6 separate regions of the Mus musculus genome follow, and regions 2, 3, 4, 5 and 6 are each linked to region 1. A link is a contact called in public HiChIP or PLAC-seq and promoter capture Hi-C data. All regions are on one chromosome and are shown on one strand. Each heading gives the region's core, a stretch centred on a gene start, on an enhancer-like site or on the middle of the called end of the contact. The rest is flanking DNA. Distances are from core to core; before and after follow the strand shown.

Region 1 (3,077 bases), core at 274-2,773:
TCTTCAGAAAGAAAAAAAAAATCCATCCATCATTTACCCTTTTATGGAGTTCTCTAATGTTCAGAAAACCATCCACATAACTCCACTGTAAGGAACGGAGCTGAGACTGGGGCATGCTTTCCAGGTGTCTCAGCTCTCATCCAGCCTTCCTTAGCATAGGCATACTCTCCCTGGGAGTCGAGAGCTCATACCCCCACCCCCAACCCTATGGTAGGAGGGTGAGGGAGTAGCGATAGTCCCACTGAGTGGAGTTTGACACCCCCCAGCTCCCTAGGAGTACCATTCAGGAGCCTCTGACTCAGCTCCCCTCCCCCTCTTTGAGGAGACACTTCCAGTTTTTCCTGCTCTTTTCTGTTCCTCCACCCACCTCTCCACCCCATTTCCCACTGGCCTTCAAACTTGAACTTTCCCAGGTCCTTCAAATACTTACCCCAGTCTCTGGGGGATCCAGAAGCCAGCCCAGCTCTCCTTGTGCTGTGCTTGTGTCCATTAGAGTGACTGAATGGGGGAGAAAAGAACGATGTCATCCCTGGGGTGGTGGTACCCAACTCCCTACACTGGGTATTCTGGGACTCCCCAGTCCGAGGCTGCCCAGAACGTCTTCCTAACAGTGTGACATCCTGAGGCAGAGGAGAAAGGCAGAGTGGGGCAAGGGCTGGGGGACTGGTGCCTGAACCAGAGTCAGGACGGCAAGCGTTGGAAGAGCAACCCCAGACGTGGCACCCACGGAGCCCTGGAGAACATCTGCAAGGATGCCGTGGGCGGACGTCAGGGAAGCTAAGCCTTTGTAGTCCTGAGTGGGACCCTGGCAGGGGGATCCTGCTGGATTTTGACTCCAGTTGTCAGTGGCCTGCTCTGGTAGGTGAGGGTAGAGGAGGTGGGGCCTTAGGTGAAGCTATGATTTTGGGAAGTGGGAGGGGCATGGACAGAGTGTGCAAAACTTTAGGTGGAAGATTGGACCCCTACACCTAGCAATCCCAAAAGTTCTAATCCTTCCACCACTGGAGGATTATTTGTGCTCCGGTTAGGCTGGCAGAAGGAGGCTTTCCGCCTCAGACTTCTGAGTGCTGCTGCAAAGTCAGGGGTGGGCATTTGGAGGGTCCCATGATGCTGCAGTAGGAATGCAGCTTCCTGGCTGTGGTCAGGAACTCCCTCTCCAACCGCAGCAAATAGTGCTGGCCAACAGAGTAGGGGTGACTGATCCCGTGGGCAGGAGTCTGGGGTTAAAGACCAAAGATTGGCCTGGCCAATCGATCTTCCCGCTACTGGGGAGAAGCCAGGGAGAAGTAGTGGGGCTCGGGGAAGAGGGCCTCCTCAGGAATGCCGGCTCTTGCAGGCTGCTGCCCGTCAGCCGGGAAAGGGAGAGGGCGGGGGTCGGTACCTTCCTCGGCGCGCGCCCCCGGGGGCAGCGGGGCGCAGAGCAGCAGCAGCAGCAATGCAAGCCCCAGGGGCCAGCGCCGCTCCATGGCGCCGGCCGGGACCTGGGACCACGGCCCCTACGGCTGGGCCAGGTCGCGAGGGACTGGGCGATCCAGGCCGGCTAGGCGGGGGCGGAGGGCGGGGCCAGATGAGGGGCGGGGCCTCAGCCTCACCTGGTTCACCTTCTTAAAGGGACAGGAGGACAGGAAGGAAACTTGTTAGACAGGTAATAAACTTTAAAACCTGGAGGCGTCTTGGTTGGAATGAGACTGAAGGCGCCGCCTAGTGGGTGTTGCTAGGAATTGACTAGACAGACATTCTTAAATGTATCCTAAACCCAACCCAGTTTTGATCCAGCTTTCAATCGAATTCAGCTTGACTTAAAAAAGATCTCCGTTTTACTCCCTTTCTTTTCTGTGGACTCGAGACTTGTCATGCTCACTTGGAAATTTAGGAGTGGGAGACATTCCTTCATCCTGTTCGGCTTCGATGACAACCATGCAAATTGGTACAATCCTTAACAAAGTCAGGAGTAATCCTCAGGGGGGGGGGGGGGGGAAGCTGGCGTGACCAGGGTGTTTAGTGGCAGAGAAAGATTGAGATTGAGAAAGGCCTGCAGGCAGGGAGCCTCAAGGTGTGCTCAGGGAGTGGTACATGGACCAGTTTGACTGCTGGGGCACAGCATTTGTCTTGGGAGCCAGGGCAGAAAGACAGGTGTGGACCAGAACCGGGAAGGTTTTGGTAAACAGGAGGAGGAGTTTGAACTTTGCCTTATACCCACGGTGCAGACACGGGGACCTGGGGAGCATTTCCAGTACAGTTTTAGTGAAGAGGTGGCAGCTCTGGGCTCTCTCTTTGGGACTGCCTCCCATCCTACTTAATAGATGTCTGTTCAGCTTTCACTATGTATGTGTTTTAAGCTCAGAGACAGTAAAGTACTTATCCTAAACAAATTACTTGTCTGAAGAGGGCTAGGGGGTAGGGGGAGCTGAAGTCAGCACACAGATGACTATAAGGTAAGCAGGGCGGAACCCCAAAGAGATGAAAACAGGCTAGCAGTGTGAGCTATGCAGCCACTCATGGCTCCAGTCCCTGGGGCCCCTCTTTTTCATCCTTTTCTGGCTTCACCCCATTAATATGACTCACGCATATCTTTTTACCATTTAAATTGTTGCATATTTTGGTCATTGTACTGGAGGGGAAGTGGTAGATCGTAGATACTATTAGAATTAATGCTTCTTCTTATTTTCCATTTTAAAAAAATATATAAGTATTGGTAGATAAATATGATCCCTAATTTCTTGACCTACCCTACTCTTGTTGACATAAATAAGTAAATGTAATATATAATAGTCATTGGAAAAACCATGTTCAATGGGAAGAACTAAATGTTGAATAGAACTCTTCTTTCCCCACTCTGTAAAATGCTCTAAGTTAAAAATCATCTACTATTTTTTTGTAGTTCCTCTCAAAATTCTCTCTATGTCTCCATACAACTTTATACTTTCCCTGTCTGTCAGTCTCTCTCTCTCTCTCTCTCCCTCTCTCCACTTCTCTACACAGATAAGCATTTAAACTGCGGGTAGGGGTTAGGGCACAGAGGACACATACTACTTTGCACTAGGGATATCTTTTCTTGATGTTCGGCATCTGGCAAG
Region 2 (3,077 bases), core at 297-2,796, 940 kb after region 1:
GTGAAAGGGTCATTTGACACCTCTAAAGGGGTCATGATCCACAAGGTGTGAATCACTGGATTAAATAATCCAAATGTAAGCAACGACTGCACCTCTGCGGAGTCTTAATGTGAGAACAGTGGAAAGCTGTGTATACATTTTCTCAAATTTCCCCAGACATCAGAGGTGCAGGCTCAGGCGACAAGCATCTGTTTGATATTTCTAATAGACAACCATTGGGGAGGGGTGAATAGGAAGAGAGAAGCAGGCAGACTGCCATCCTGGCTTTCCTCAGACTAGCCCTGGTTTCAGAAGGGAAGCAAGGCACTGTGGGTTGCAGAGGAGATAAAGCAGGGCCCTGGATCTTCCAGAGCCCAGGCACGAGCGGCAGAGGCCATCAGAGGGGGAATCACATGAATGAATGATGGAGGCTTTACCTTCCCCAATCCTTTCCCCCTCCTAGCCCTCAATCCACGTGTTCTGGTTCCTCCCTCCTCTCCTTCCTTCCGCCCAGTCCCACTCTTCTGCAGGTGAGGAAGCCCTCATCTGGAAGGAAAAAACCCTCCAACCAGCTGCGAAGCTCGCCCTCCCCGCCGCTTAGGCAACTCTTAGAGATGGGCTTGCAGTGGAGCACAGAACCCATTTGACCTCCCCCTCACCCCCATGTACTTCCCCCTAGGTGAAGAAATGCGGGTAGGCTTTAAATAATCAACCCAAGATCACACAGGGATTCGGTCCAGGGGCTCAGTCTACTCTCAGCCACCTCCTGGAATCCAAACGCTTCTCCTAGTTACTTCAAGTACTTATCACAAAAGAAAATTCACCTCAGGGAGTTGCTGTCATTTCCAACGAAACCAGAAACTGTGTAAGTAAACGGTAACTGAAGCCTTTGACTATACCTCTAAAAAAACTTTCTAATAATAGATAAAGCTGGGGGCAAGTCCTGGCCCAGGCGCCTTTTCCAGATGATTCTATATACACCGTAGAACCCTGTCAGAGAGGTGGAGGCGGGGTGCAACCAGAGGGTGAAGGCAGTAATGGTGTCAAGGGTCGCTGGGACAAACACCTTTAATCCCAGCACTTGGGAGGCAGAGGCAGGCGGTCTACAAAGTGAGTTCCAGGACAGCCAGGGCTATACAGAGAAACCCTGTCTCAAAAAACAAACAAACAAACAAACAAACAAACAAACAAAAAGTTTCATAACGGTGATTAACATGTAGCACAGTAATAAGCATGGTACGGAGTAGGCACTCCACAAACATGGACCTTATTCCACTAATGTACCGTAGTGAAAGGGGCGAAGAGTGGGAGAAGCTAGGTTAGAGCGGTTCTTTATCCCCAGCACACCGGAGATGATCCCTCACCAGAAGGATGTGGTTAGGTGACCCCCCTTTCCCATTACCCACAGACCTAAACATGCTCTCGAGGCTGGCCCAGTGAGCAGCAGCCCTCACAGGCTCAGCAAACCGTCCTCACTAAGGCCAATCCCCAATGGGTGCTCACCCTGCATTTTCTTGCAGAGCTTCTCCGTAGGTTCCATGGCCCAGGCTCCCTCTCCTGAGCTCGCCCTGGTACCACAGGCGCGCGGCTTTAATGAAGTCCGTGGGGTGGCCAGGTGTGTGGAGTCTGCACAGGTCATGCAGCGCAGCCGCAGCGGAGCTGGCGCCCCCCAACTCCACCCCCAGGGCGAGGCACCGCACACCTGGGGTGGGGGCTGGGAGAGCCATCCTGCAGTTCCCTGTGAGCCAAGGGTACCAGATACTGGTCAAAGACACCTCCCCAAAGTCGGGGCAGGAGCAGAACAGCAATGGAAGGGGGGATCCCAGGCTAACCCACATCCTAGCACGCAGTGAACGGACATGGTTGTGGCTCCCCTCTTGACCCTTGAATATGAGCCTGTCCTAGCTACTGCTTGCTTCAAGGATTCTTGTGCCTCAAAGTCCTAACTGACTTGAGTAGCCTTAACATACAGATCCAGGGGCAAAGACAGGAATGGAGTTGAAAGTACCCCAGGCCTGGAGGAGACTAAACCTCTCGGATCCCGCACAAGTTTGCAAGTATAGACGAGGTTCAAGCGAGTCCAGGTTTTCTTATTAGGCTTGCCCATTGAATATCAGCTTTCTGGATATTGAACCAGGATAAGAGAGACTCCTGGTTCATGGAATGTTTATTTCTGTTAGGAAAAAAGATAGCAAAATTATACAGTTCTTACTTCTTCTTCAACCGGAGTGGAGTGGGAGGGGGGTGAGGAATGTGAGTGTTGGCCAGATTGAAACAGCTGCGGCAAGCTGGGGGAGGAAGAGCCGCTTCTAACCCGGGCTCACGTGTTTTGATTTTAGTTACTTCCAAGGTTCTGGACACCAGGCATTTTTTTCCTGCCATATTAAACAATCAGCTACCGGGACATTTTCCTGTGTCTAAAGATCATTTTTGAGAGACTTCTGACAGGAGTAGGAGTCTTAGTTATTTCTGCAACATAAAGCTCTAAATTAACTAAAGGCCAGTGAGATGGCTCGGTGGTAAAAATTAAAAAAAAAAAAATGCGCTTGTTTTACAAACCTGAGTTCAGCCCCCAGTGAAATGTTGGAGAGAACCAACTCCTGAAAGGTATCCCTTGACCCCATAGTCTTAGGACGATGGCATGAGCCACCCCCACCCCCCACCCCCCAACTCTTTAAAGAGAATTTTAGGCTCAAAATCCAGTTTCTGGGCTAGAATATCTGCAGCGTTCTGTAAGGCCAGCAGGGTGTGGGCCCAGTGAAGCTGTTCTCTATGGGAAACCCAGCATCATTTGGTTGTGGCTGGAACATTATGGTTTTCTAGTGTAATCATTTAAAGGACAACTACTGTGTACCAGAAACTAGGGCGGAGGGGGGGGGGAAATGCCTGCCTTCCCCACAGCAGCTTATTGGAAGTCACAGATTCTGACAGTAGCTCAGTGGAATGGGCCATGTCAGTACTATATGGTCACTGTCCATTGAGTAGGGGGCAGGCAAGGGGACCTGGAGCAGCAGGAACCACTTCTTAGAAGTGCTGACCCCTTTGCTGAAGCTGTGTGGCTTACCATGTCACAGCCTACCTAAAAATCCACACAGCAC
Region 3 (3,077 bases), core at 222-2,721, 890 kb after region 1:
AGGTCAGGCTGTGAGAGCCAGATGAAGAGAAAAGGGAAAGTGAGCTTTCACTGAGGAGAGCCAAGGGCAGCAATGAGAATGCCCAGCTCCCTGTCCACACTAGCTGTGCCCAAGCAGGAGTGCTGACAGACACCAGCAACTTCTGCAGCAGAGGTTAACAAAATGTGTTCACCCACTAGAGATCAGGACTTTCTGAGTCCTTAGGGTTTCTCTCCCAGTCTAGAAGGAACTTTTTGACCAGCTTTAATTTTCAGATTCTCTTCACTCCTTGTTCTATGCCCTTGCTGGGTTTATGAAGCATGCTGGCCTGCCCTTATATGGCCGAATCCTAGACTTGGCATTTCTTATTATTTCCTGTATACTTCACTGCAATTATGAGTGTGTCTAAGCTAGCTAAACTCTTTAAAGTTTAATCCTCCAAAAGAGCATGACGGAACTAGGGCATTTTTTGAACACTGCATTGCTTCGGGACTATCAGAGAGGAGGCCTTTCTCCCTTGGTCATGTTTGATTCTGCAGGGCCTTCCAAACAACTGCTTAGCCTCTTCTGCCAGGGCCAGTGCAGCAGCGGTGGACACAGGGATCAGGGGACAGTCTACCCACAAAAGCTGATTGCAGTTGTGGGCCACAGCATTCCTAAAAGAAAAACAGCCAAAGAGCCTGTTAATTCTCCTGGGGAAAAAGTCATTATGGTACCCCCCAGAGCCAGGAATGGGTTTGGGGAGGGAGCCTGTGGACAGAACATCCAAAGTTCCTGTCATTAGGTAAAGGTGTGTGTGTGTGTGTGTGTGTGTGTGTGTGTGTGTGTGTGTGTATTCTCTCTCCGAATACTGGAAAGAACAGAGGAGGGTCATACAAACTGAGACATAAGATCTTAAAATGAACTCTGGAACATGGTGGCAAACAGAGGCTATCTACAGAAAAGACATAAGAATGTTTCACATGCACCCAGTGAAGAGAGAGAGGAACATGGGAAGGAGAGAGGGGGGTAGAGAGGGAGAGACAAGAGATAGAGAAGCATACAGACAGGAACAGAAGAACTTGTGCAAGAACCCTTTATCTTATGGCAAACACCAAGTAAAGAAACACGCTGACAATCCCAAATCTCAGATGTTCGGAAACATCGAGGGGCAGAAAGTCAGCCGGGTCCGGATGAGCCTCAGTTGGAGACCTGACGAGGACCCACGGAGGAAGAGACACGCAGGGGAGTCTAGGGCCACGCCGGACACCGGCGAGTCCCGTGCCCAGTTCTCTCCTGCGGCTCCTTGGTGACTCCTGCCTGGGTTCTGCCCCTGGACGGCCACGGCCTGCCGGTGCTGTGGGTAGAGCTCAATCCCGCGGAGCTCGCTCTTCCCAGCTCTGCCCGGAGCTGCCCCTCCCCCGGGAAGGTGTGTCCCTGTTTCCTCACCTGAAACTTCCTTGGGAGAAGCCGGTCCCTCCCTCCCGTCCGGCGGCAGGGGCGGGCCGCGGGTGGGGCGCCGGGGCGGCCTGGCCTGGCTGGGGACCGCGGCGGGCGCCCGGACCTGGAGGGGACTCTCGGGCCAGCCCGGGGCAGCATGTGACTCCGACCAGGTGGGTGCTCTCTTCTCTTCTGAGCCCCGGACTCTGGGTGGTCGTGGAGCCGGGTGGAGGTAAGGCAGGGGCGGGAAAGAAGAGAGAACTAGGCCTCCCCCGGGACCAGTCCCGGCCAGGTCCCGGGGCGCAGACTCCGGAAATGGGGGGCTGGGCCAGTGGGCCGGGCTCCGAGTGAGGGGCTGAGTACCTGGTCGGGACCGGGAAGGGAGCTGGAAGGAATGGCCTCCTGGCAAACTTTGCTTTCCAACCAGGTCTGAGCCTTGGAAATGGGCACCCTGCCCCGCAATGTTCCCGGGCCAATAATCAGAACTTTTTTCCACCCGGAAAGTCGGGGCCCTGGGGAAAGCTAACTCCTATGATAAAGAATTCTTGAGATTCAGTTTCTAGACGGTTCCTTACCTGGAAGTGTCTTTTTTTTTTCTTTTGTAACCAGGCCTGGGCCTTGCTTCGTTATCTTCGCGGCATTTACATGCCTACGTATGTGTGAATCTATGTACACACCTCTCTCTCCGCTGTTAACTAAGGCTCTGAAATCTGAATCAGGGATCCTTGCCCTGAGTTCCCTCTCCCCCATTTACCTGTGTATAGGGAGTTTCTTGTTGGCCTCGGCACAAGGTTCTAAGGAACGTGTAAGAGAGCTATTCGGAATATCGCGGTGCGGTAGCCCATTTTCAGAGCCCTAGTTTGGGGCATCTTCTATAAATGCCTTTTTCCAGAACTGATCCGGGAGAGCTAGCCCTAGAGCCTCAGTTTTCAAGTCTTCTTCCCCTCCCCCTTTCCTGGATCTTGGGTTCTCTGGACAATCTTGTCCTCCTGTCGGCCTAGCAGTGAACTCTGGCCAGCGCTGTGTCAGACTGAGGGGGAAGGGCACACCAAACTGGAGAGTTGAGAGGGTGGTTTTCCTTTCAGCTTCCTTCCTCCCTTGCTCTCCCACTGTGCTCTCAGCTTTACTTCAAAAGCACCAAGTCCCAGAGAAACAGCCCCCAGTGTGGCCTCTTCCCACACTTCCTGCTTTATCTACACCTGGGGTATGCAAGCTTCTGGCTCTATCAAAACAGTCATCATTTGTTAACCAGTCCTCGGGTCTAAGACAGAACCCATGGACCTTAAAAGGACTTGGAGGGGACAAGGGGGAGGCTGAGTAGAGGACAGACAGCTTCTAAATTCTAAGTTTGTGGTAAAAGAGAGATGTAAGCATTGGGAGGGACAAGTCAGAAGGAATGTGAAGGGGTACCTCTTTTCAAAAGAATACAGAAATTGAAGATGTAGCCAAAGTTTTCATATATCTGTTTTCCCTGGAGGGTATGGCTGCCCATAATGTGGTTTGTCTGAAGTTGTGTGTGGTCACGTTATGGACTTGCCTGTCTTTGGGATAGACGTCATTTGTGGTGTCTGGAATAGTCACTTACCCTGGTGTGGACAGAAGTGCGATCTCCTGAGATAATGTTGTAGAGAATGGTATAGACACAAACAGGTGTTAGCCTGTGTTGTAAACAGGACCCT
Region 4 (3,077 bases), core at 420-2,919, 820 kb before region 1:
AAGGAAGAATAATCTTCACTTTAAGAACCACGCCTGCAATAAACATAGACTTGAAAGCCAAAAAGTCTGGATTTGGGCTTCATTTCTATGTTTCCCCAGCTATATGATTTAAGCAAGTGGCCACCAAAGACTTGGCCTCCCCTTGTGTTAAATGGACTCAATCACATGGCTTAATCAATCCACACAATATCTACAGTTCTTAGCACAGGGTAATAACTATCAAGCACTGTAATTTATGTTCACTTAAATATATTTTCCTGGCTCAACACTTCACTTCCAGTTCTCTCTCTCTCTCTCTCTCTCTCTCTCTCTCTCTCTCTCTCTCTCTCTCTCTCTCTCCCTCCCTCTCTCTCTCTCTCTCTCTCTCTCTCTCTCTCTCTCTCTCTCTCTCTCTCATTCCCTCAAATGTACAGTTCTGAGCATTTCTTTCTCCTAGTGGATCAGTTACTTTCTTATAAAAACATTTCAGCTCACTTTTATCCTTCTATCATTCTGAAAGCACTGTATTCAGAAAAAAAAAAAACTCAGCACCAGGTGGGTTCTGACCTACATAGAGTAAAGAGGGAGTTAGTTATACCCCTTGTTTTTGATGTGTTAGGTATCATTTGGGTGGGGCGACTTTTTACCTTTGTATGTCTACATCCTGCCGTTGACTCAGAGATCACTTGGGACTCAAAACTCTAGTTCTTTCACACATGTGCTGCATCTGAGCCATGTACCCCCTCTGTGTGTGCAAATTGTTGCTTTTCTATCTGTGAGGATGTGCAGGAGACCAAAATGTACTTCGGTTCTCTTGCATTTATTTCTTTAGTGCTTCTTCCAAACTTACCAAGTCTCAACAAGATTCTAATTCTGTAGTCCATTATATTTATCCCTCTATCCTCACACTCTCTCAGATGGGATCATGTCGCCTTATTTAATCTTATACAAGTGATTCACAAAATCACAGCAAGATCTCAGCTCGATATGGAGCACATGTTCTCCAAACTCTGCCTGGAGTCCAGGATCTGCTAAAACTCAGAGAATCAGTTCTTCCCCCTCCTCTCTCCCCAGCTGCAGAATGCATTTACCATCTCCAGCTTTCCAGATCCCTTCAATTCCTGTGAACCAAGGTGCTCCATAAGGAGCCTCAGACCCTACTTAGTGGTTTGTTGATGAAAATTCTGCAGGCCTTGTAGCACTGACAGAATGGTAAGTGGGGAAATCTAAGTCCTTCCCAGCTCCAGACACACACATTGTGATATATCTTACAAGGCATCTGACCTGCAAAGGGACAGTGCTGATCTTGAGTCCCATAGTTAACCAGGCACAGTAGGACCCTTAATACTTGTTTCCCTGACCGATTCCAGCAAAGAGATATAGGAACATGATAAAAAAAATAATCTTAAGAAGAACTGTTTTTCATCAAACATCAGCAAGTGAAGAGATGCATTCCTGGGACTTTTCGGTTCCTGAAGACAATGGGGGAAGGGGTGGAAGCATCTCACCCCAGGTCTGGCTGTTTATCTGTAAGTAACATCAGCACCAAGTAAGAATGGCCACCTGCCATAGCTCCATCTCCAGGAGTCACAACAGGATGTGGTTTGACATTTACCAGGTCCTACATCTGGGGTGCCTGTGAATGCTCCCCCACTCACTCACATTCTGAGCATTTTGGGAACCACACTTGCCACATCCTGTCTTCAAACCCTTCTCATGCAGCCCTTTCTACCTCAGCCTCTAGCTATCACCGTGACAGTGAGAACAACCAAGAGGAGGGTCTCTAAAGGGGAACCCATATATCTCATCTCAAGCCCCCCATCTAAACTATCTTACATCTGTTAGAAGTCACACAGGAAACAGAAGCCTTCAGTATGCACCATGGAGACAGGTGCAATAACAGCTCTGACCTCATTAGGGTTCCCATGGCTCCCACATCACCGCTCTTCCCACTTCTCTTTCCACTTAACCCCAACTCCAGTCACCCTCTCTTCACAAGTATCCTCCATTTCCTTCAACTAATGTAATGAGAGCCCATTCATGTAATGAGTCACAGGAACAGAGTCTAAATAATAAACCGAATGAAAAATAGATGGTCTGTCTGTCCTGCATTCATTGGCTGGCTTTCGCTGGGGTGTATCCTCTGTGAGTAAGGGCTGTAAAGTGAATGTGCTTTGTATTTCCTGCCTCATGTGGGTAAGATGAGGGAAACGTCTACACACAACACAGGAAAGAATGGAAAACCAGACCTCCAGAAACTCTCAAATGAGGAAGTGGGAACTCGCAAAATATACAAGCCAATCCTGCTCTATCCATCACACACTCAACTAAATCATATAATCTTTAAAAAATCATATGAAGTAGCCCAGCCTTCCTAAGGCTGGGCCTTTTTCTACCTTCTAGAAGCAGTCAAGGGGCCCCAGTCAATCCCATTATGGCTTAGATCCTTGAGGGGAGTTTCTCTAACTTCTGTGGTCCTCAGCAGCCTGTGTGTGAAAATCAGGCAATGATATCCTTAGGGATAGTTATTGTGACACATTTATAAAGTCAAAGTCAAAATCAGCATCCTTACAGATCTCCTAGAAAAGAAGCCACATTTAACCAGGAACCATGACATTGATGTTGGCAGCAGGTAGCACCTACTATTAGGATATGCCATCCTGAAGTGTTTTCCTGTTTTCCCTAGTTATAATGACTGAGGTTTTGACCTTTGGGTACAATTGAAACAGTTATGGCAGCAGAATCTTTATGCATAAATAGAGGCAGATAACTAAATGCAGGATAATGACTTGCTCTAGTGTGTATACATGGTTTTCAGGACTCTCCTTAAACAGCCTCTTCTTGTGTGCTACATTATCCTTAGCCATCACTAGGATTTTCTTTTTCTCATTTGCTGTTTCCAAGACTTTAAAGACGCTGAGATTTCTGTGTTTCTATTCAAACAATCCTCTCATTTGGAACTTAATTGTATTAAATCTAGCTAAAAATCGTTTCTCCTTTTAATGTACACACACACACACACACACACACACACACACACACACACAGTGTTTCTCCTTGAAGACAGACCCTGAGATTGCACAGAGTTCCAACAGGAA
Region 5 (3,077 bases), core at 258-2,757, 790 kb before region 1:
CAAATCTACCTACATATGCATGTATATATATACATACATATAGACACACACACACACTTGGTGGATGGAGCAGAGCCCCAAAAACCACACTTTATTTTTTTCTTTCTGACAATTTATACCTTCTTAGACAACAGTTCTTTATAAAATTATATCATAGATAAAATGTTACATAAAAGAAGAGTTACAGAAGGATGTTGATAGTAAGTTCAAAGCAGTGTTTCATTCTGTAAGCTCATTAAAAGTTAATAGCAACTCTTTCACATAGTCTTGCTTTACCATAGTGCACATCTGTGGGTTCATCCTTGGACTTGACCTAGAATGAATGTTTTTCCTTGATCACAAAGCCTTTTTCTCTTCTTAGTGCAATTTATGAAAGCTTATTTTACTCTTTATTATGCAGTCTTTACTTAGCTATGCTATGAGGAGGGGGCACATTCTATTCTTGATTCTAACTTTATTACATCTTTCTGGCAAAACAACTAAATCCATCTCCCTAAACTTTTTTCCTAAAATTATATTATTTGAGTTAGGAATTCTATGAAATCATTAATTCATATAAACAGCATTAATTCATGAAAGTTCATCTTCACGTTGATCTACAGGAAATTTGCCCAATAGGGTGGGCTGATGTCCAGGAATCATTAAGCTATGTGATAGTTGGCAGGAAAGGCATATCAGCAAGAAGTAATCCTGGGACAAAGTCTTTGGGGTTTTGCCTCTCCAGAGTGCATCCATCTCAGCCATGTAAAATGGTGGGCCATCTCCAGAAAACATGCTTGCCATAGCCTTTCTAGATAGCTTCTGTCCAGAAAGAGAAGAGAGGAGAGAGAGGGAGAGAGGAAAAGGAGAGAGAGGAAGAGGGAAAAGGGAGGGAAGGAGAGAGAGAAAAGAGAGACACACAGAGACACGCAAGTGCGTGCACACACACACAAAGAGAGAGAGGGAGAGAGAGAAGAAAGGAGGACAGAAAGGCATTCTTCATGGACCTTAAAACTCCTATTCTGGAAAAACAAACCAAACACCCTAGTATGATCTAGATTTAAGAGTGCTGTAATTTTTAAAGAAGAAACGATTACAAACCAGAAATATTTTCATCAGCAGCAGAGAGAAAGCAGAAAGCTGCACAAAAGCCAAACCAGATGAACATTCTTATTCCCTCCTAACAATGCCCACATCTGAGAAAAGGAAAGGATCAAAAGACCAAGTTTGAAGAACCATTGTTACATGACAGCTGGCCTAGAGTCTTCAGGAGAAGAAAAAAAAAAATCAATGCAGTGTAAAACCAAGGGAGAGGGAATTAAAAGATACTTTCCCTATGTGTAGGTAGTATCATTTGAAACTGTTAGATCGGCTATAGAGATAGGACAGCAAACAGAGAGGGCAACAAAGCCTGTACGGAAACAAGCAGCTTCTGAGACAGGAGCAGAATGGCATGACATTAAACGCAGATAAAGAGAGAAGCCGGTGGCCCCGAAACATGCGCAGTAGGATGAAATGAGATCTGAGTAGTTCAAACATGGGCGAAGGAGGGGGGAAAAATAGGAAGCAGCTGCTGTCAGTCTGCCTGATCATAATCCAGAGGGTAGAAAGCAGAGTCAGGGAGCAGGGAGCCAGGCTGAGGGAGCAGAGAGAAAAGCTTGGGGGAATAAAGAGCTAGCCTTGGGGAGTAGGGGCACTGGAGGTACAGAGCCAGCCAAAGGAAGCCAGTTCCTATCACAGGCCAAAAGGACAGACACAGTCAGACAAGTGATGATAAAAACACACCAAAGGTGTGAGGACTCTTCAGTAGAGCCTGCAAGCAGAAGGACACAGCTCTTGGCAAAAGAAATTATATTGTTTTAAATCTAAATTTTTAAAAAATGCCATCATTTAAGAACCTTTGAATTATTGCATCATGCAACATCTCTCTTCAGCTGAGTGTAGGGAATTATGGTTTCATGGTTATTTCTACCCCATGTGAGAGCGCAGACACATTGTTTGCCACCGTGGATGTCCTTCAGTTCATGGAGAGCAATTCACTGCATTTATCAGTGAAAACAATGACTCTAAAACATGATAAGACTTTCTTTCTTTCTTTCTTTCTTTCTTTTTTTTTTTTTTTTTTTTTTTGCTTCAAACCATACATTGGTCATGATAGAACAAGGCTTTGAATAATCCCAGTGTTGAAAGGAGAAAGAAAAAAAGAAAGGAAAAAACAAAACAAAAACAAAAACAGAACCTGATACTGAAGTGAGGAGCTGGACGAGGAGGGACAGCAGTGACATATATTTATATTTGGATATTTCTTGGGGTACAGAGAATCAGTAATTTTTTTTCAGGACCACAGTAAAATGACATAACCAAACTAACAGAATAAAAATTTGTTTTGGCTCAGTTTCAGAGGGTTGCAAACCACAAACACAAGGAAAGGGTTGCAGGGTTCATGTCAATGAGAGTATGTAAGAGACATTCCTCACACCACCACAGACCAAGAATCAGTGAACATGACAAGCAAGGTCTGGATCTAATGGCCTATTTCCTTCAACTACACCCTACTTTCTAAAGGTCCTACAGACTCCCAAAATAGTGTTGCCCACTGGAGAACAATGTTAAAAATATGAACCTATAGTTTGATAGCAGGGGATGGAGGACTTGAGGAGCAGGTAGTGTCATTTCATATACAAAGCCTAACAGGTTGTGTGGAGTACTTTTAATCTAGGGATATGACTGCTCTGGCAAGGAATCACATCCAAAGTTCTACGTCTGTATGATCTGGCTAGAATGACACACCTTTAATCGTTCTGGCTAGAATATAGACATGCCCTAAATTCACACCTTTAATTCCTAACAGTGAAGGTAAGGTTAGTTTGTAGAAAGAAGCAGCCATGTTTGAAAGTGACATCTAATTGAGGAGCAGACAAAGTGATGAGTCAGAGAAAGATTTGACAAATGAGTCAGAGACTGGATAAACTCAACTATCCCTAGGACAGGAAAAAGAGGTTACTTAACAGCAGCACAAATTGGGTCAGAATGGAGGGAAGATCAGTGAGTGCAGTGGAGCTCAGTTGAATTCAGTTTATGCAGTCAGTGCAGTAAGT
Region 6 (3,077 bases), core at 401-2,900, 740 kb before region 1:
GACAGGGTCCTGAGAGTGGGAAGAGGAGAAGTGAAACCAATGAGGAATTATTCTCTAACAACAATGTTATTCTATTGTCCTAAGATGTCATCAGCCAGACATGTGCCCTACCCCCCACTCTCCCAGGCCTGGGGGGAGAGAGGTGGGTGGCTGCCATGAGAGACAGGAAAACCACAGCTCTAAGAAGGGGCACATCCCAGCAGGGAATGTTTAATCAAAAGCATAGGAAATCCCAGGCAGCCTTGAGGCCAGGCTAAGACAAGCCCTGCATTCAGAGATGGAGAAAAACCTGAAGACAAAAACTTTCTGCCTTTCCTCTGTGAATACACATGCTACCTGTCACTGAATTGCCTTGGAGGGAAGCCACAAAAGCAGGACTTCCTTTTAGCATGTCACCAAATGGATGTGGAACCCCAATGGCAATGTCAGAGAGAAGAGTGCTCACAGGTTGGGCCCAAGATCCAGTGGATCATCCATTTTCCTGCTCTCAAAGCCAACTCTAAGATGCCATGAGTCAGGAGTGGCTACCAAGTAAATAGAAGGAAGTCTACTTTTAGCAGATAGAATCAAAATAGGAGATTTTCTAAGGGCTTAAACTCCAGACTCTCTCCCAGTCCCCCTAGCCTGAAAGATAGCATGGTGAGCATCTTTGGCATTGAGCCCAGGAGTCCATGCCAACCCATGAATAGAGGGGGAAGACACTCCAGGCTGCAACCGAGCATTGTTGGTTCTTTAAACTCAAGTAGCTGAGACAGATGCACAGGAATGATATGTATTTTCATATTTTTTGCCATCTTTTCTTACCTCTTTATTTATTCAGTCACTCATTCATTTCCACATGCATGCTTCTATATAAAATGTGTTTCTGTTATAGTCTGCTGTAGGGGCATGGAGTAGAGATACATAAGATATTACGCTGCCACCATCACCTTTTGGGGAGATAGCTTACAAGGGGGTAGTGAGATGCCTGGCTACTGGGGAAGTACTCACAGGAATCCTGCAGAAATGAATGGTACCTTAAGGGAAACTAACAACTGTGCCCAGGCAACTTCCCACCTGACATTCTGGCCAGCTAGGCTCACAGGCTAAGGCTCAGGAGACGGTGCTAACAAGGGGCACAAACTGTCCAGACAGGGTGCTAAGAGAAGACTCAAGCAAGCCAGGAGGGGTGGGGTGTAAGCCCTGCTGCTGCAGAGGTAGAAGACGCAGAAGCAGATGGCAAACTTACCTCTTCTGCTGCAGCAGGTTCTGCTCGTCTCGGCTCTGAGCCCAGGACTCTTGTCTGTGGAACCATCTGCAGAACTTGTTCCATAGGCAGAGTATTAACCCCTTCTCCTTGGGCAGGGACCACCCCATGGGGTGGAAGGCTGGTTCCTTGGGGGGCTGAGGCTGATGCCAGACCCCAACTGGGCTCGACCCTGGGGCCACATTGGCACCCCCAAGAGCCGGCCTGTCCTCTCTCTGTAGAGGTCCCGTCTCCTGTCTTCTGTCTCCTACTTCACCTGTGGAGCTGCTGAGGCTTCCCGTGGCTGCCCCTAGGAGCCTGAAGAGGGCTCCTGCTTTGTTCCTCTTGGCCGGGCTGGAAATCTGCTGGGCTTGTGTCTCTGGAGCTCCTGTTGGGAGTGAGCAGGAGCTATGTGGGCACTCCCTCCCTCCTCCCAAATTACCTGAGATTTAAAGAGACAGGCCCCAAAGTCCTGCCTACTGAGACCATGCGTCAGCTGCAACTCTCTCCACCCTGGAACTCTTCCCCTGTTCTTAGGTCTTCAAAGAGATTAAAGAGCTGGCCCCTGGACTTTGGGATACCCAGTGACCTTTTTCTAGGAAGGCTGGGACAGGTCAGGCTCATTGCAGGATGGAGGAACTTCTGTCTGTTTTTACTGAAGGTCTGGGTTTTAAGTTCTCTTGACTCTCAGGGTTAAATGTCTCACCTGGCCCTGAACAAATATATAAATAGCAAAAATCTCACCCACTTTGAGTTAGCACTGGTTTCTGTAAAGTACCAGACACTACATGTAAGTATTTTAGGCATTATAAACCCAGTATAGTCTTTTCTCTTTGGCTGTGGGTGGTCTCCATTATCACCATTTAATGATGTAATATCCATCCCCAAGCTAGTGAGTCAGGGTATAAAATCTAGTGGTGGAAGATTGGGATTTTTCTAGGGGTAGGTGGGTTACCAAATAAGACACAGGTTGGTCCCAGTGAGGTGGCACCAACCTGTAATTCCAGCCCTGTATATGTAGATGCAGAAAATGGAAAGTTGGAGGGCAGCCTGTGCTACACAGGGAAACTTTGTCTGGAAATTAAAGCTATAAGAATGCCTAGATAATTTTTTTCAATAAATATAAATATTTTATATGCTCTAGAGCATTTTATCTAGCAACCTCCCCATAAAGACATTGGGTCATTGCCACTGGCACTAGGCGCAACAATTGAGTGTGTCTCCACAAACTCACGTGGAACCTATAAGGCAGTTACTATTCATATTTTGCCCATGGAGATAATAGAGGTTCCAAGTGCTAGAGCGAATCCTTGAGGTCTGAGAAGTGAGAAGTGAAACCCAAACTCACCTGGTGCTCTGTAGTCTGCCCTGTTTAGGCTTTTTCATGCACTCACGCTAATAGGCAAAATGATTTCTGCCAGAGTTAAGACTTCCACAGACAAAGTCACAGGCATCCTGGGTCGCAGCAGCAGGAGCAGCAGCAGCATTGAACTGCAGCAGGGGCCAACCTGCAGATAAATCTGGCTTATTTGCCTTATGTGGAAGAACCTCTGCCTCATTCAAAATTCTTCTGCCTCCCAGGGGGCTCAATTATCTGGGATGGCAGATGGCTGTTGAAGTCACAGGTGTCTGTATGTCACTCTCCAGCTTCAGCTTGTTGTTTTCTATGTCTGATTCAAAGATCAGGAAGGCTCAATATGTGTGTGTGTGTGTGTGTGTGTGTGTGTGTGTGTGTGTGATATGCCTGTGCTCTGGGTGCTATATTGTGTATACAACATGTGTTTGACATATGGTATGTATATTTTATATGCACCTTTGATCTGTTTGTGGTGCTTCTTGTATGCAAGCTTCG

The links. Promoter capture Hi-C pulls out the DNA fragments that hold promoters and counts their contacts. HiChIP or PLAC-seq counts read pairs in DNA pulled down with a chosen protein or histone mark.
Region 2: a contact with region 1 is called in a FOXA1 HiChIP or PLAC-seq map of pancreatic cancer cells. The contact joins the promoter of Nobox here to the promoter of Epha1 in region 1. A contact is called at or near these places in 3 of 39 promoter capture datasets (the 3T3-L1 cell line, embryonic stem cells and hippocampal neurons), 2 of 484 Hi-C or Micro-C datasets (cerebellum and cortical neurons) and 3 of 115 datasets of contacts at active chromatin or transcription factors (embryonic stem cells, extraembryonic endoderm stem cells and pancreatic cancer cells).
Region 3: a promoter capture Hi-C map of embryonic stem cells shows a contact between it and region 1, with 6 read pairs. The contact joins the promoter of Arhgef5 here to the promoter of Epha1 in region 1. A contact is called at or near these places in 5 of 39 promoter capture datasets (the 3T3-L1 cell line, embryonic stem cells and liver) and 1 of 115 datasets of contacts at active chromatin or transcription factors (pancreatic cancer cells).
Region 4: an H3K27ac HiChIP or PLAC-seq map of DN3 thymocytes shows a contact between it and region 1, with 7 times the contacts expected there. The contact joins the enhancer-like site here to the promoter of Epha1 in region 1. A contact is called at or near these places in 3 of 39 promoter capture datasets (cranial neural crest, embryonic stem cells and hematopoietic stem and progenitor cells) and 4 of 115 datasets of contacts at active chromatin or transcription factors (DN3 thymocytes, astrocytes, embryonic stem cells and 1 more).
Region 5: an H3K27ac HiChIP or PLAC-seq map of T-cell acute lymphoblastic leukemia shows a contact between it and region 1, with 4 times the contacts expected there. The contact joins the enhancer-like site here to the promoter of Epha1 in region 1. A contact is called at or near these places in 8 of 39 promoter capture datasets (cranial neural crest, embryonic stem cells, hematopoietic stem and progenitor cells and 5 more) and 1 of 115 datasets of contacts at active chromatin or transcription factors (T-cell acute lymphoblastic leukemia).
Region 6: a contact with region 1 is called in a promoter capture Hi-C map of cranial neural crest. The contact joins the promoter of Trpv6 here to the promoter of Epha1 in region 1. A contact is called at or near these places in 3 of 39 promoter capture datasets (cranial neural crest, embryonic stem cells and hematopoietic stem and progenitor cells).

What each region holds. Positions count from the first base shown.
Region 1 is chr6:42,371,745-42,374,821 of GRCm38.p6, forward strand. It overlaps Epha1 (Eph receptor A1), which reads right to left and starts at 1,524. Exons shown (of 18, transcript NM_023580.4): 1 at 1,382-1,524; 2 at 431-498. The coding sequence starts at 1,466. All of the region lies in intron 2 of 2010310C07Rik (RIKEN cDNA 2010310C07 gene), which reads left to right.
Region 2 is chr6:43,308,008-43,311,084 of GRCm38.p6, forward strand. Nobox (NOBOX oogenesis homeobox) reads right to left here and starts at 1,547. Exons shown (of 9, transcript NM_130869.3): 1 at 1,483-1,547. The coding sequence starts at 1,519.
Region 3 is chr6:43,264,173-43,267,249 of GRCm38.p6, forward strand. It overlaps Arhgef5 (Rho guanine nucleotide exchange factor (GEF) 5), which reads left to right and starts at 1,472. Exons shown (of 15, transcript NM_133674.1): 1 at 1,472-1,571.
Region 4 is chr6:41,552,887-41,555,963 of GRCm38.p6, forward strand. It overlaps Tcrb. Among named protein-coding and RNA genes, the nearest start is that of Prss2, 33 kb to the left of the region's middle. Within about 2 kb of position 1,670, at least 89 of the 459 cell types and tissues checked have an H3K27ac peak or open chromatin away from gene starts, as enhancers often do. A contact at or near this core is called in DN3 thymocytes, hematopoietic stem and progenitor cells and thymic regulatory T cells, where this site is marked.
Region 5 is chr6:41,579,979-41,583,055 of GRCm38.p6, forward strand. No RefSeq gene overlaps it. Among named protein-coding and RNA genes, the nearest start is that of Gm27549, 21 kb to the right of the region's middle. Within about 2 kb of position 1,508, at least 16 of the 459 cell types and tissues checked have an H3K27ac peak or open chromatin away from gene starts, as enhancers often do. A contact at or near this core is called in T-cell acute lymphoblastic leukemia, where this site is marked.
Region 6 is chr6:41,634,755-41,637,831 of GRCm38.p6, forward strand. It overlaps Trpv6 (transient receptor potential cation channel, subfamily V, member 6), which reads right to left and starts at 1,651. Exons shown (of 15, transcript NM_022413.4): 1 at 1,229-1,651. The coding sequence starts at 1,476.